Regions from separate parts of the Mus musculus genome. Here all the other regions are linked to region 1. Evidence: chromatin contacts called from public Hi-C data. All regions are on one chromosome and are shown on one strand. The core of a region is the stretch at or near the end of the contact, and the rest is flanking DNA. Distances in the headings are between cores, read along the strand shown.

The links. A called contact is a pair of places that touch in the nucleus more often than the background predicts.
Region 2: a contact with region 1 is called in a Hi-C map of B cells, with 7 read pairs. The contact joins the enhancer-like site here to the promoter of Arglu1 in region 1. A contact is called at or near these places in 10 of 484 Hi-C or Micro-C datasets (B cells, CD4 T cells, CD8 T cells and 5 more).
Region 3: a contact with region 1 is called in a Hi-C map of CD8 T cells, with 4 times the contacts expected there. The contact joins the promoter of Evi5l here to the promoter of Arglu1 in region 1. A contact is called at or near these places in 2 of 484 Hi-C or Micro-C datasets (CD4 T cells and CD8 T cells).
Region 4: a contact with region 1 is called in a Hi-C map of B cells, with 6 read pairs. The contact joins the promoter of Zfp958 here to the promoter of Arglu1 in region 1. A contact is called at or near these places in 2 of 484 Hi-C or Micro-C datasets (B cells and CD4 T cells).

The regions. Positions count from the first base shown.
Region 1 is chr8:8,688,901-8,691,819 of GRCm38.p6, reverse strand. Arglu1 (arginine and glutamate rich 1) reads left to right here and starts at 1,283. Exons shown (of 4, transcript NM_176849.3): 1 at 1,283-1,843. The coding sequence starts at 1,503. It overlaps Mir7654 (microRNA 7654), which reads left to right and starts at 1,658; the gene lies at 1,658-1,727.
Region 2 is chr8:4,677,342-4,680,041 of GRCm38.p6, reverse strand. Gm6410 (a long non-coding RNA gene) reads right to left here. Exons shown (of 2, transcript XR_378684.4): 1 at 1,476-2,700. Among named protein-coding and RNA genes, the nearest start is that of Gm6410, 3.9 kb to the right of the region's middle. Within about 2 kb of position 1,376, at least 411 of the 459 cell types and tissues checked have an H3K27ac peak or open chromatin away from gene starts, as enhancers often do. A contact at or near this core is called in B cells, CD8 T cells, erythroblasts and 4 more, where this site is marked.
Region 3 is chr8:4,165,190-4,167,944 of GRCm38.p6, reverse strand. It overlaps Evi5l (ecotropic viral integration site 5 like), which reads right to left and starts at 1,378. Exons shown (of 20, transcript NM_001346730.2): 1 at 1,182-1,378. The region is part of intron 4 of 4932443L11Rik (a long non-coding RNA gene); the gene reads left to right.
Region 4 is chr8:4,611,841-4,614,540 of GRCm38.p6, reverse strand. It overlaps Zfp958 (zinc finger protein 958), which reads right to left and starts at 1,371. Exons shown (of 4, transcript NM_145591.5): 1 at 1,263-1,371. The coding sequence starts at 1,265.

The sequences.
Region 1 (2,919 bases), core at 34-2,533:
TGTACGCCTTTAATCCCAGCATTTGGGAGGCAGAGGCAGGCAGATCTCTGAATTCCAGATCAAACTGGACTACAAAGCTAGTTCCATGATAGACCACAGAGCTGTCCAGGGCTGCAGAGAGAAACTGTCTCAAAAAAACCTACACATACACACACATACAGAGAGGTAGAGTGGAATCCTTACTGCCTTTGAACCTCCAGAAGAACCCTTCCTCTAAACTTCATGAATTGGACCTAATATGCAATGTTTCAGCATTAAAAGGTGGGCCCTTTGGGAAAGAGAGTAAGCCCTGGGGCTTTGGTTTAAAAAAAAATGCAACTAGTGTGTTTTGTGTGTGTGTGTTTTGTTTGGTTGGGGTTTTTTTGGCCTAGTGTTCTTAAGATGTTTACAAGGGAACCCTTATCTTATGCATTCTTTTCCCCTCCTAAGGTCTCCTGCTGGAAGCTCAGACAGAATCCTTAGCACAAACAGATCCACTACTTAATAGAGTTCTCAGCCTCCAGAACTGTAGGAAACAACTTTCTCTTGGGTATAAAATAATGAGTCATTGGTATTTTGCTATAGCAGCTCAAAAACTAAAAGACTCATTGAGATAGGCCACTACCCATTTTTCTTTTCGATGTCTTTAAAGAGAGCTATTGCTCTCTGGGACTAGGCCTTGAGCTCATTATGTAGTCCAGGCTGGCAAAATCCACAAAACTGTAACCTTTTAAATAAAACTTTATTAAGAGCATTTAACTGGCTCTAACATATACATTCTTAAGAAAACTTGGGACTCCTCTGGGCATTGTTCTAATTTATTGTTTGTTTACAATAAATTATTAACAATTTATTAATTGTTCTGGTTGGTATGTATGCATGCATGTATGTATGTATGTATGTGTGCAACCCCAGCTGGCCTCCAACTTACTAAATAGCCAAGGCTGACCTTGGACAACTGGTCCTTCTGATCCATCTTCTAGGGGCTAAAATTCTGGGCATGTACCACCACATCCAACTCACAATTGATACATTCTCAATGCTGGCTAAGGAAACAACAGGACTTTCCCAATTACTCGGGCCTTATCCTGTCTTTCAGCCAAGGCTCATCATAAATATTCTCCAACTCCTAAGGTTTTCGTGGGTCTTGTTGAGGTGAAAGTTAAAGACCTGAAGGCTGGCCAGCATTCTTCTCTTTAGTTGCCACGCAGCGGCGGAAAGAGCCGAGCGCGCTCGGCCGCATTCGCCGGCCCTCCTAGGCGACGTCGTCAGGGGGCGGGGCTCGTGCCGGCACGCTCGGCGCGGGGCATTGTGGGAAGGGCGGCCGGTGCTGCCACAGCTGCCATCTTAGGGACTCCGGGCCGGGCCTGCTAGGCCTTCGCGGCGGAGGCGGCCGTGTGCGTGGCGGGTGCGCTTGGGGCGAGGCGGAGGGTCCGCGGGCGGGGGGCCGCGCTTCCCAGCGGCGAGGGGGCGGCCTGCGGCGGGCAGCGGGCGACAGGCGGCGGGCGCCGCGCGGCGCGAGGATGGGCCGGTCGCGGAGCCGGAGCTCGTCCCGCTCTAAGCACACCAAGAGCTCCAAGCACAACAAGAAGCGCAGCCGCTCGCGCTCGCGCTCGCGGGACAAGGAGCGGGTGCGGAAGCGCTCCAAGTCCCGGGAGAGCAAACGGAACCGGCGGCGGGAGTCGCGCTCCCGCTCGCGCTCCACCAACGCGGCGGCATCCCGGCGCGAGCGGGAGCGCGCCTCGTCCCCGCCCGACCGCATCGACATCTTCGGGCGCACGGTGAGCAAGCGCAGCAGCCTGGACGAGAAGCAGAAGCGCGAGGAGGAGGAGAAGAAGGCGGAGTTCGAGCGACAGCGAAAAATGTGAGGGGCGCGCGGCTGGAGGCGCGGGGCGCGCTCACGGGGGCCGGGTGGGGCGGGAGCGCCGGCCCGGAAGTCCGAGTTGAGGGCGCGAGGCGGGAGGTTGGCGGGGCTGCGGATCCCCGGGCCCGAGGCGTTGGAGCGCAGGGCACCTGTGCGGGGGTCCGTCCCGGGGCGCGCCCGGCTTGAGAGTGTGGGCCCTTTCTGAACCTCCTTTCATACGGTCGTTCAAAGACAGATGCACAAAGTTGCAGCGGACACCCGGGGTGCCTCTCCGGCCCCTCTCTTTTTTGTCTTGGCCTCAGCCCCTCTAGTGAGCATGCTTGACCCTACTGTTGACCCTGCTGTTTGCCCGCCTAAATGCTTCTAGTTTCAGAGCGCTCTTATCCGAATTTTTCACTTAGGGCAAAACCGGTTCCCATCAGGGGACTGGACTTGAAATTTGGGGGAAGATCACGTGGTTTTGAGTGAGGCGGCTTTCGATGTGAAAGTAGGTGTTGATGACCCAACCAGAGTAAACTTGAACGTTGTGAAGTACTTTTTTAAAAAAGATGTGCCCAGCCCCCCTCCCCCCCCCCGCCCCAGCCACGTGGAGCAATAATACTAAGCATATGTGTTCCCTGTTAAGCCAGCCATCGTTTCCGGAGTAATTAACTGAAGACTTGAATAAGTGGTTATGAAGCAGGAACTAGGTAGTTTGTGTATATGACTTGTGTAGGGGTTTCTATTTTCTGCAAAAAAATAGAAGGCAGATTTTTGTGGTAGGCAGGTTTTCCAGAAGCCCCTAGGAGGGAGGTAAGGGATTGAACACAGCGAAGCACTGTAGTGGAACTGGGGTCTTGGCTTGTACTGTTTCTCAGTACACCTTGGCCACATAGAATCCTGTTAGGATCTGGAACAAGCCTGTAGCTTAGTAGAACATAGACATAGTTGTGTGTGACAGTTGACAGTTCTCCACGTGAAAACAAAGGAGTCATCACATTGCACGTGGACAGCATAGGATGAAATGAAACATCGATAGAGCTGTGTTCAACTATGCCATTAGCATTGAGAAGGGAAAGGGACAGGGCTGGCAGCCA
Region 2 (2,700 bases), core at 127-2,626, 4.0 Mb after region 1:
TTGTTGTTGAATAGTGGGAGTAGACTGAAGATCTGTGGGTGTTTTCTGTAGTGGAAGTGTCCTAAAGGAGTATGGGCATGGTCTGAGAGTAGTGGGTGTGCCCTGAAGGAGGATGGGCGTGGTCTCAGAGTAGTGTGCTTGGCCTAAAGGAGGGTGGGCATGTTCTGAAGCTGCATGGGCATGGCCTAAATGAGGGTGGGCGTGGCATTTGAAAGCATGGGCATGAATATCATTTGCATATTTGCTTATTCACATATGCATTTACATGTACACTTGCGTGCACATTGCATATACAATTACATATCATTTGTATGTGCATTTATAAATACATTTACATATATGAAAAGACCAAAAGACAACTGGGATAATTCCCACAGTGACTCGCAACTGAGGATAGCCACGTGGGTAGGGTGTCCTCCTCAAACCTAACATGAAGAAACAAAAAAAAGATTCAGAAGTCAGCCAGTCCTTCTCAGTGACTATGTAAATGTCTATGTAAATTTGTGGATGTGTCCTCGCTGTCTATGTAAATGTCTATGTGTATTTGTGGTTGTGTTCTGAGTAACTATGTAAATGTCTACATAAATATCTCTGTAAATTTGTGGGCATGTTCTCAGTGTCTATGTAAATGTCTATGTGGGCGGGCCTACCAATGTGTGGGCAGGCCTAAAGATGTGTGGGAGTGGCCTAAAGATGTCTGGGCGGGCCCAAAGATGTTATGGAGTGGCCTAAAAGTGTCTGGGCGGGCCTAATTTGAGGTGTGTTCTGTCTCTGTAAATTTGGGGGCGTGTTCTAACTGTCTATGTAAATGTATATGTAAATTTGGGGGCGTGTTCTGACTATGTAAGTGTCCTAAAGATGTGTGAGAGGAGCCTGAGTGTAGTGGGAGGATCCTAAGGATGTGTGGGAGGGGCCTGAATGTAGTGGGAAGGTCCTAAAGATGTGTGGGAGTGTCCTAAAATGTGTGGGAGGGGCCTGAGTATAGTGGGCGGGTCCTAAAGATGTGTGGGAGTGTCATAAAGACGTGTGGGAGGGGCCTGAGTGTAGTGAGAGGGTCCTAAAGATGTGTAGGAGTGGCCTAAAAAAGTGTGGTAGGGGCCTGAGTGTAGTGGGAGGGCCTAAAGATGTGTGGGAGGGGGCTGAGTGTACTGGGAGGGCCTAACGTTGTGTGGGAGGGGCCTGAGTATAGTGGAAGTGTCCAAAAGATGTGAGTGTCCTAAAGATGTGTGTGAGTTGCCTAAGGATGTGTGGAAGAGGCATAAAGCCCTGTGGGCATAGCCTGAGTGTTGTGGGCGGGGCCTAAAGTCCTGTAGTAGTGGCCTGAGAGTATTGGGCAGGGCATGAAGCTGTGTAGGCTTGGCCTGAGTGTAATGGGTGTGGCTTGAGTGTAGTGGGAACAGCATTAAAGCCGTGTGGGCGTGATCTAGGTGTAGTGGGTGTGACATAAAGACGTGTCGGCAGCGGCTGTGACCTACCACGTCACGGCGGCTGTGGGAACGGAGGCGTCTGACTGACATTGGGGTCACCGAGCGACCGGGGCGCATGGGTCGCGGCAGTTACCGTTGGGACGGGGAAACCCCGGCCTCGGCGTCAAAGTCTACGTCAGTGGGCGTGGCAGTGCGCGCACACCTCGATGATGCCGGCTCTGACGTCACAGGAGTCAGAACGCGGAAGCGGGCTCAGGAACCGAATTCACTGTCTGTCTTCAGCTGAGGCGGAATTTACAGCAGGTGTAAGAGTGAGGCAGGGGGATTCCTGTGAGTAAGGAAGGAACTGAGGCAGGGGGATGACCGTGACTGCACGGACCTGAGACAACAGGAGAGAGACTTCCGGTACGCAGCAGGAAGCCCCGCCCGCTTGGCCTTGACTGAGGCAGGGGCTTGCGCTTTATTTTTCTTTTCTCAATATATAAACAAACGCAGTGATGTAGCCGCCCCCTCCGCCTGTCAATCACCGTCTCCGCCCACTGAGCTGTGCTCGCCAATCAGAGAAAAACCTCGCGGGGCTCAGAGGACCCAAACCCGGGACTGGGACAGAATTACGACTCCTAGCATGCCTAGGGGCTACCGCCACCTCACTTCCTGTGGCAAACAGGAGATCCCGCGCGAGGAGGGAAGTAACTACAACTCCCAGCATGCACTAGAATTATTGAACCATAACTTTCTGCGCCAGACAGGATGTGCCTCCGGCCCGGACAGGAAGTCCGATCGGTCTGCTGCGGCCGCAGGGGTTGATGGGAGATGCAGTCCAGTCAGGAAGCTTCGCCTCATGCGTGCCCCGTCCTGCTCGCTGTTTCCGGTCGTACCGAATGGCACCGTGACTGACGGCACGGAGAGGCTTCCAGTGGGCGGCGGGAGCCCCTCTGCGGCGGCGGCTGAGGAGCGAAGCGGGAGCGGGAAACGGAATCACTGTCTGCAGCTGAGGCACGGGGCGGGGGATGACAGCGGGTGTGAGAGTGAGGCAGGGGGATTCCCGTGAATAAAGGAGCTGAGGCAAGGCCATGACAGCAACTGCACTGACATGAGATGGTAGGAAGCCCCGCCCGCTGGCCAGTGACTGACGGCACGGGTTTCCAATCCCCGGTCATTGAACGGCAGGGGGGGCGTGTCGAGGCGGAGAAACCGCGGAACGGAGGAATATTCGAGGACGGGGAATCTGCGCATGCACTGCTGCGCCGGCGGGCTAGAGGACCGGAAGTCC
Region 3 (2,755 bases), core at 129-2,628, 4.5 Mb after region 1:
AAGAGAGAGGGGGGGGAGAGATTTGTGGTAGGTAGATCTTAGGCCCTGACACGCCCTGGAGTCCCAACTCAAAGAGAATGGGGTGGAAGGGACAGGCTAGGTGCTGGGGACAGAGCTTGCCACCTCACAATCTTCTGTCTTTTGTCTGAGTTAGGAGGTCTGTTGAGGGTACTGGGCTCAAGAAGGTGTATAGAAGTTCTCATGTGTGTGTGTGTGTGTGTGTGTGTGTGTGTGAGAGAGAGAGAGAGAGAGAGAGAGAGAGATGGGGGGGGGAGAGCACTCATGGGCCTGGGTCTGGGTTGGGCCCTTAGGTTCCTGTATATTTAGGGGTATCTAAATGACCCCACTCTGTATCAGAAAGATGGATGGGGAGGGTGTGTCTATGGGGGATGGGATTCAGCACTATCTTTTGGTCTTTTGGGAAGTCCTGAGTGTTCATTTCTTCAGGAAGATGCCATCTAGATGGCTCAAGATCAGCAACAGTGTATAGTCTTCTCAGAAGACTAGAAGTGATGTTTTTTTTGTTTTTGTTTTTATTGGAGCCCTTGAGCAGGAGGGGTGCCAAGTGAGCAGGCTGAGCTGATGTCTCTGGATTCAGTTGGGAATCTTTCCGTTTAAGAGGTGAGGCATGGGTTTCTGTGGAGTCAGAAAGAAAGAGTATAGGGCTCTGATCTTGGTCTCCTTGGAGAGGATGAGGGTGTAGGCCAGACACAGAAGACAGGAAGCCAAGTGGGAGGTTTAGGGGGATGTAAAGGCAAGAGATGTGCAGATGGGAGGGGTCCTGGGACTCGGGGTGGTGGTGGTGGTGGTTGTGGATTGGAAAGGAGACGCTCATGGTGTGTGTGTGTGGGGGGGGGCAGGTCTGCAGACTGGGGGATGGGGAAGCCCTGGACAGATTCTAACAGAGGAGTCTTGGGAAAGATGTACAGAGGTCCTGAGCCTGTGGGGGACGTCGCGAAGAGACACTGGGTCTTAGGAGCCCTGGGAGGGATCCTGAGGGGATCGGGAAGGAGGGTGGGCGGAGGCCGGAGTTCCAGGGTCCGGGACTGGGAATGCCAAGGCTCCCAGCGTGGATTCTGGAGGCGAGGCGACCCCAGGTCACGCTCCTGGTTTGGCTTCCCCGCGGGGCCCCGCAGCACTGACGCCCCCAAGGAGAAGAGGCCCGGTTCGGGCCGCCCTACCTGCGCCGAGAGCGCCTCCATCGCCGCGCCGAGCCTCGCTGTCCCTGCGCTGTGTCGTCCGATGCCCCGACCCACGGTCACGTCTGCTCGAGGGTCCCGCAAACCCCGCGGCCCGGCCCCTTTCAATCAGCCACCCCCGGGGACCGCGGCCGTCGCTGGCTCCGCCACTGCCATTTCACCCGCTGACAGGAGCCGCTGCCCCGCCCCCCGCCCCCCAGCCCAGTCAACCAATTCACCGCCCCCTTAGGCCTTTGGCTCCGCCCACTGTAGAAGAATGACATAAGACCTGACCAATCCATAGCCACCCCGTGAGGCGGACCCTGGCTACGGTTCTCTGAGGAGAGGAGCGAATTGAAATGAGAGAATCTGTGATGGACATCTAATTTTACCTATCAAAATAAGTAATAATATTGATCGACACCTAAACTACTAATAGTGATGGGCGAGAGGTGTGCCTCGGAAGGAAAGCTGAGGCCTTGAGCAACCCTTAGCTGAAAGCACTAAGCCCCGCCCAGAGCTGGAATTCTACCCAATCATGAGAGGTTCTGAGCCGTCCATTACTATCTGCTCTTCAAACCTCGTCCCTGGTAACTGTTGAGATGGGAGGGGTGTGCTGTGAAAGAGATCCTGACTTCTAAGCAGTCAGCGACACTGATGGAAGGCGGGCTCTTGTATTTGACCAATGGAGTCGTGAGACTGGGAATGAGGTTGGCGTCCTGGGCGGTAGGACTTAAGGCCATGGGCTGAATGAAATGGAGGAGTTAATGAGGAGGCGTGTCTCGGTGCAAGGATAGGCGGGACCAGACAAGGGCCGGGCTCCTGGCTTGGGTTTTAGATCGGGCGTATGCAGAAGGCCTCTCTTCAGAGCCAGCATCTCTGTGGTGGCCGGGTGGTTAGGTCAGGTCCTACCCTTGCTGGGTGAATCTGGCATCAAAACGCCGATTGCATCCTTCATTTGCCCCAACCATTATCTCTCCTGGGACGGGGCGGGGCGGGGCGGGGATGGGGTATAGAGCGGCGGAGGGGGTGTCAGGTCTCCTTTGGGTCCAGAGCCGCACACGTGAGAGCTGCTTTAAAGGCTTGAAGAATGAATGAATGAATGGGACCTTGGTTCTTTTGCCGACTCCCCCTTGTCCTCGTTTTTTTCCTCCTCCCCTTTCTCCTTCCACTTTGTTTTTATTTTTTTTTTATTTTAATTTTTGAGACAGAGTCTATTGTAGTCTTAGGATGACCTCAAAATTTTCTGTGTAGCAGAGGGTGACTTTGAACTCCAGATCCTCCCACTTTTCACCTTCCACTCACCACCTTGGCCAGATCCTAGATTCTTTTAATAAGTAAGTGAGGGCAGAGAGCATGTATGACCCATCATTGACAGCTACAAGACTTGAGAAGAGGATGACTCCAGGGTGTGGGTTATGGGCCTTGGACAGGGTGGGGCAAGGAAGGATGTGTCATAGAAGGAAAGCTGAGATCATAGGTTCAGCAGGGGGAGTGGTTCCCCTCTGGAGGAGACTGATGAGTAGTGGAGTACAGCCTGATTCACAAAAGGCTACAAAAAAGTTCAGCATGATGGC
Region 4 (2,700 bases), core at 122-2,621, 4.1 Mb after region 1:
GTGGTTGCTGGGATTTGAACTCAGGACCTCTGGAAGAGCAGTCAGTGCTCTTAACCAGTTGGTTATGACCCTGTAATGCCCCCTGAGAGCAGCTTGATAGAGGCCTGTTTTTAGACCTAGTGGCTGGTTGTAAATCAGGGGAGTGTCCTTTGTTATGGTTTGGAACCATATTTCAGGACAATCCTAGTCAACAAACATGTGTATCCTAGCATCTTAATCTCTAACAGGTCTGGTTAGCATACTACTTCTCTGTAGGAAGTCTTAGCTTGATAGCCGGGCGGTGGTGGCTCACGCCTTTAATACCAGCACTTAGGAGGTAGAGGCAGGCAGATTTCTGAGTTCGAGGCCAGCCTGGTCTACAAAGTGAGTTCCAGGACAGCCAGAGCTACACAGAGAAACCCTGTCTCGAAAAAGCAAAGAAAAAAAAATTATTTGATATCACTTACTCTTTCTAAGCACTGGTAACTACTTCACATCATCTTCTACATTACAGCTAGATATTGGAGTGCTGCTACACAGCACTTGAGATACCTTGTACAACCTCCACAAGATTAACTCCAAATGGATCTTACACCTAAATGTTAAATGCTAAGAACTTGTAGAAGACACTAGAGAAACTAGGGCTATCCAAGTTTGTCTTCCTGCCAAGGATGTTTCTACACAGAAGACCCTGCTTCAAATGCACTGATCCAGCCTCCAAAGTGAAGTAATTCTGAGGCCACCACGAGGTCCAGGGAGTGACTAGAGACCAGAGGGGGTGCAACAGGCTGCCGCTTCCCACTCAGCCCCAGGAAGGACCTACCACTCCAGCTCCCAGCTGCTCAGTCGCCTGCTTCTCCCCTTTGCAGACTATGACCTTGCGCTCACAATATCAAGATTTTGGATCTTGTCTGATTTCCCCTCACAGCATCCAGCAGCAGCACACAGAGCACAGCACACCAGATCAGTCAAACCTGCTCAGCTACAGAACGGAACCTGCAGCAGGGCACCCCGGGGGAGCTGGGGGGGGGGGGGAGACCCTCCTCCTCTTCTGACTGGCAGGTGTGCCTGCAGGCCCTGATTGACCAACAAGTCTTGAACATCTTGAGTACCTCCGTTAGGGTTGGAGCGTGCTGAAGTGTCCAGGGCCAGACCATTTCCAGATATACAAAGATCCGCATTTCCAAAGTCCTTGTGCCTTCCCACCCAGCCTCTGGGGAGGACCCACCACTCTCACTCCGGCTGCTCTTCCCCTTGCCGTGGGGAAGTGACCCTGCTCTCACCATGCCGTGACTGCAGAGCTTGCCTGAGCTCTCCTAGCCGCACCAAACAGCAGTACACAGAGCACGTCACACGGAACCGTTCGAGCTTCTCAGCGGCGGAGCTGGACTTGCAGTATGGCACCCGGAAGAACCCGCCTCTTCTGACTGAGAGGCCTTCCTGGAGAACCTGATTGGCCAATGAGTCTTGAGTGACAGGAACACATCCCTTTGGGTTAGAGTGTGTTAAAGAGACAGAGCATAGTGGTTCCTGGGCCAGGCTTCCACGCCGAGGACCGACCTTTCCCAGATATGCAGAGATTCGCATTTCAATAGCACTTTTTCTTGTCCTCCAATAGCTACCACAGCCAGCCCTTAGGGAGGCCCTGCCACGGACCACCCCAGTCGGGTATGAGGGTTCCTGGGAAGAGGATCCTCGAAGGCTAGGTGGGTAAGGATTTGGCGGTGACAAAACAAACACAGAGGCAGTTTGAATCTGAATATATTTTGCAGTCCTCATGCAAGGGTTTTTATGCATAAAGAAACAAATATTACAACTCTGAGCAGATGTGTTCAGTGAAGCAGTCAGATAGAACATATATCATCATAGTCATTTGGCACAATAAAATACAGAATCATCCAAGAATTACAACTTCTCAAAAAGTGTGTTCATTGACGCAATCACGGATAGAACAGGTAATGAAAGAACTCAGTGGGGAAACCCCCACTCAGCTCCCGATTCGGCGTGCACCCAAGAATCGCGAATAGAACACAACACCTTGATGTAACAACAAGAGGTTTTTTAATGGCGGAGCTCCGGGTCGAAACGTATCTCACACAACAGGAGACAGTGGATTCGACCACGAGGCTTGGAAGCTAGGGGTTTTTATAGAAAAGGAGTGGGGCTGGGGGAGGAATTGGCGCGGTTTCACATGATTGGTCCATTTAAACATCAGCAGCCTGTAACATTTAACTTAGGTCAGAGGGGTGGGAGCTAGGGAGGCGATGGGCTTGCCCGGGCATGTCCTGGTCTGTTCTGCTGTGTTCTCAGCCCCAGGTTTCAAAGCTCACAAACAACTCTTTGGGCTATTTAACATACATTACATGAATTACAGTTTTATTTCCTTTCAGTAACATCATTGTTATTTGGCACAATAAAAATCATCTAAGGCTAGTGGCAAATTTCCAAGAAGAAATTAATACATTTTTAAGGTCAGTTATTGTTTAACATTTAGTACCTGATTTTTTGTAAATCTTCAAAGCATAAATTTAAACTATTTTAATTCTTTTTATTTAAAGGCTTCCTTAAACAATTTACCAAAGCCTACTTCCGATGATGTAAGACCCCGAGCAGTGACAGTAGGGGGCTTTTAACAGCTAGCTGAGGAATTGGGAGGAGTTTGGAGGAGAGTTGAGAGGAGTTGGGAGGAGATAGGAAGAGTTGGGAGGAGTTGGGAAGAGT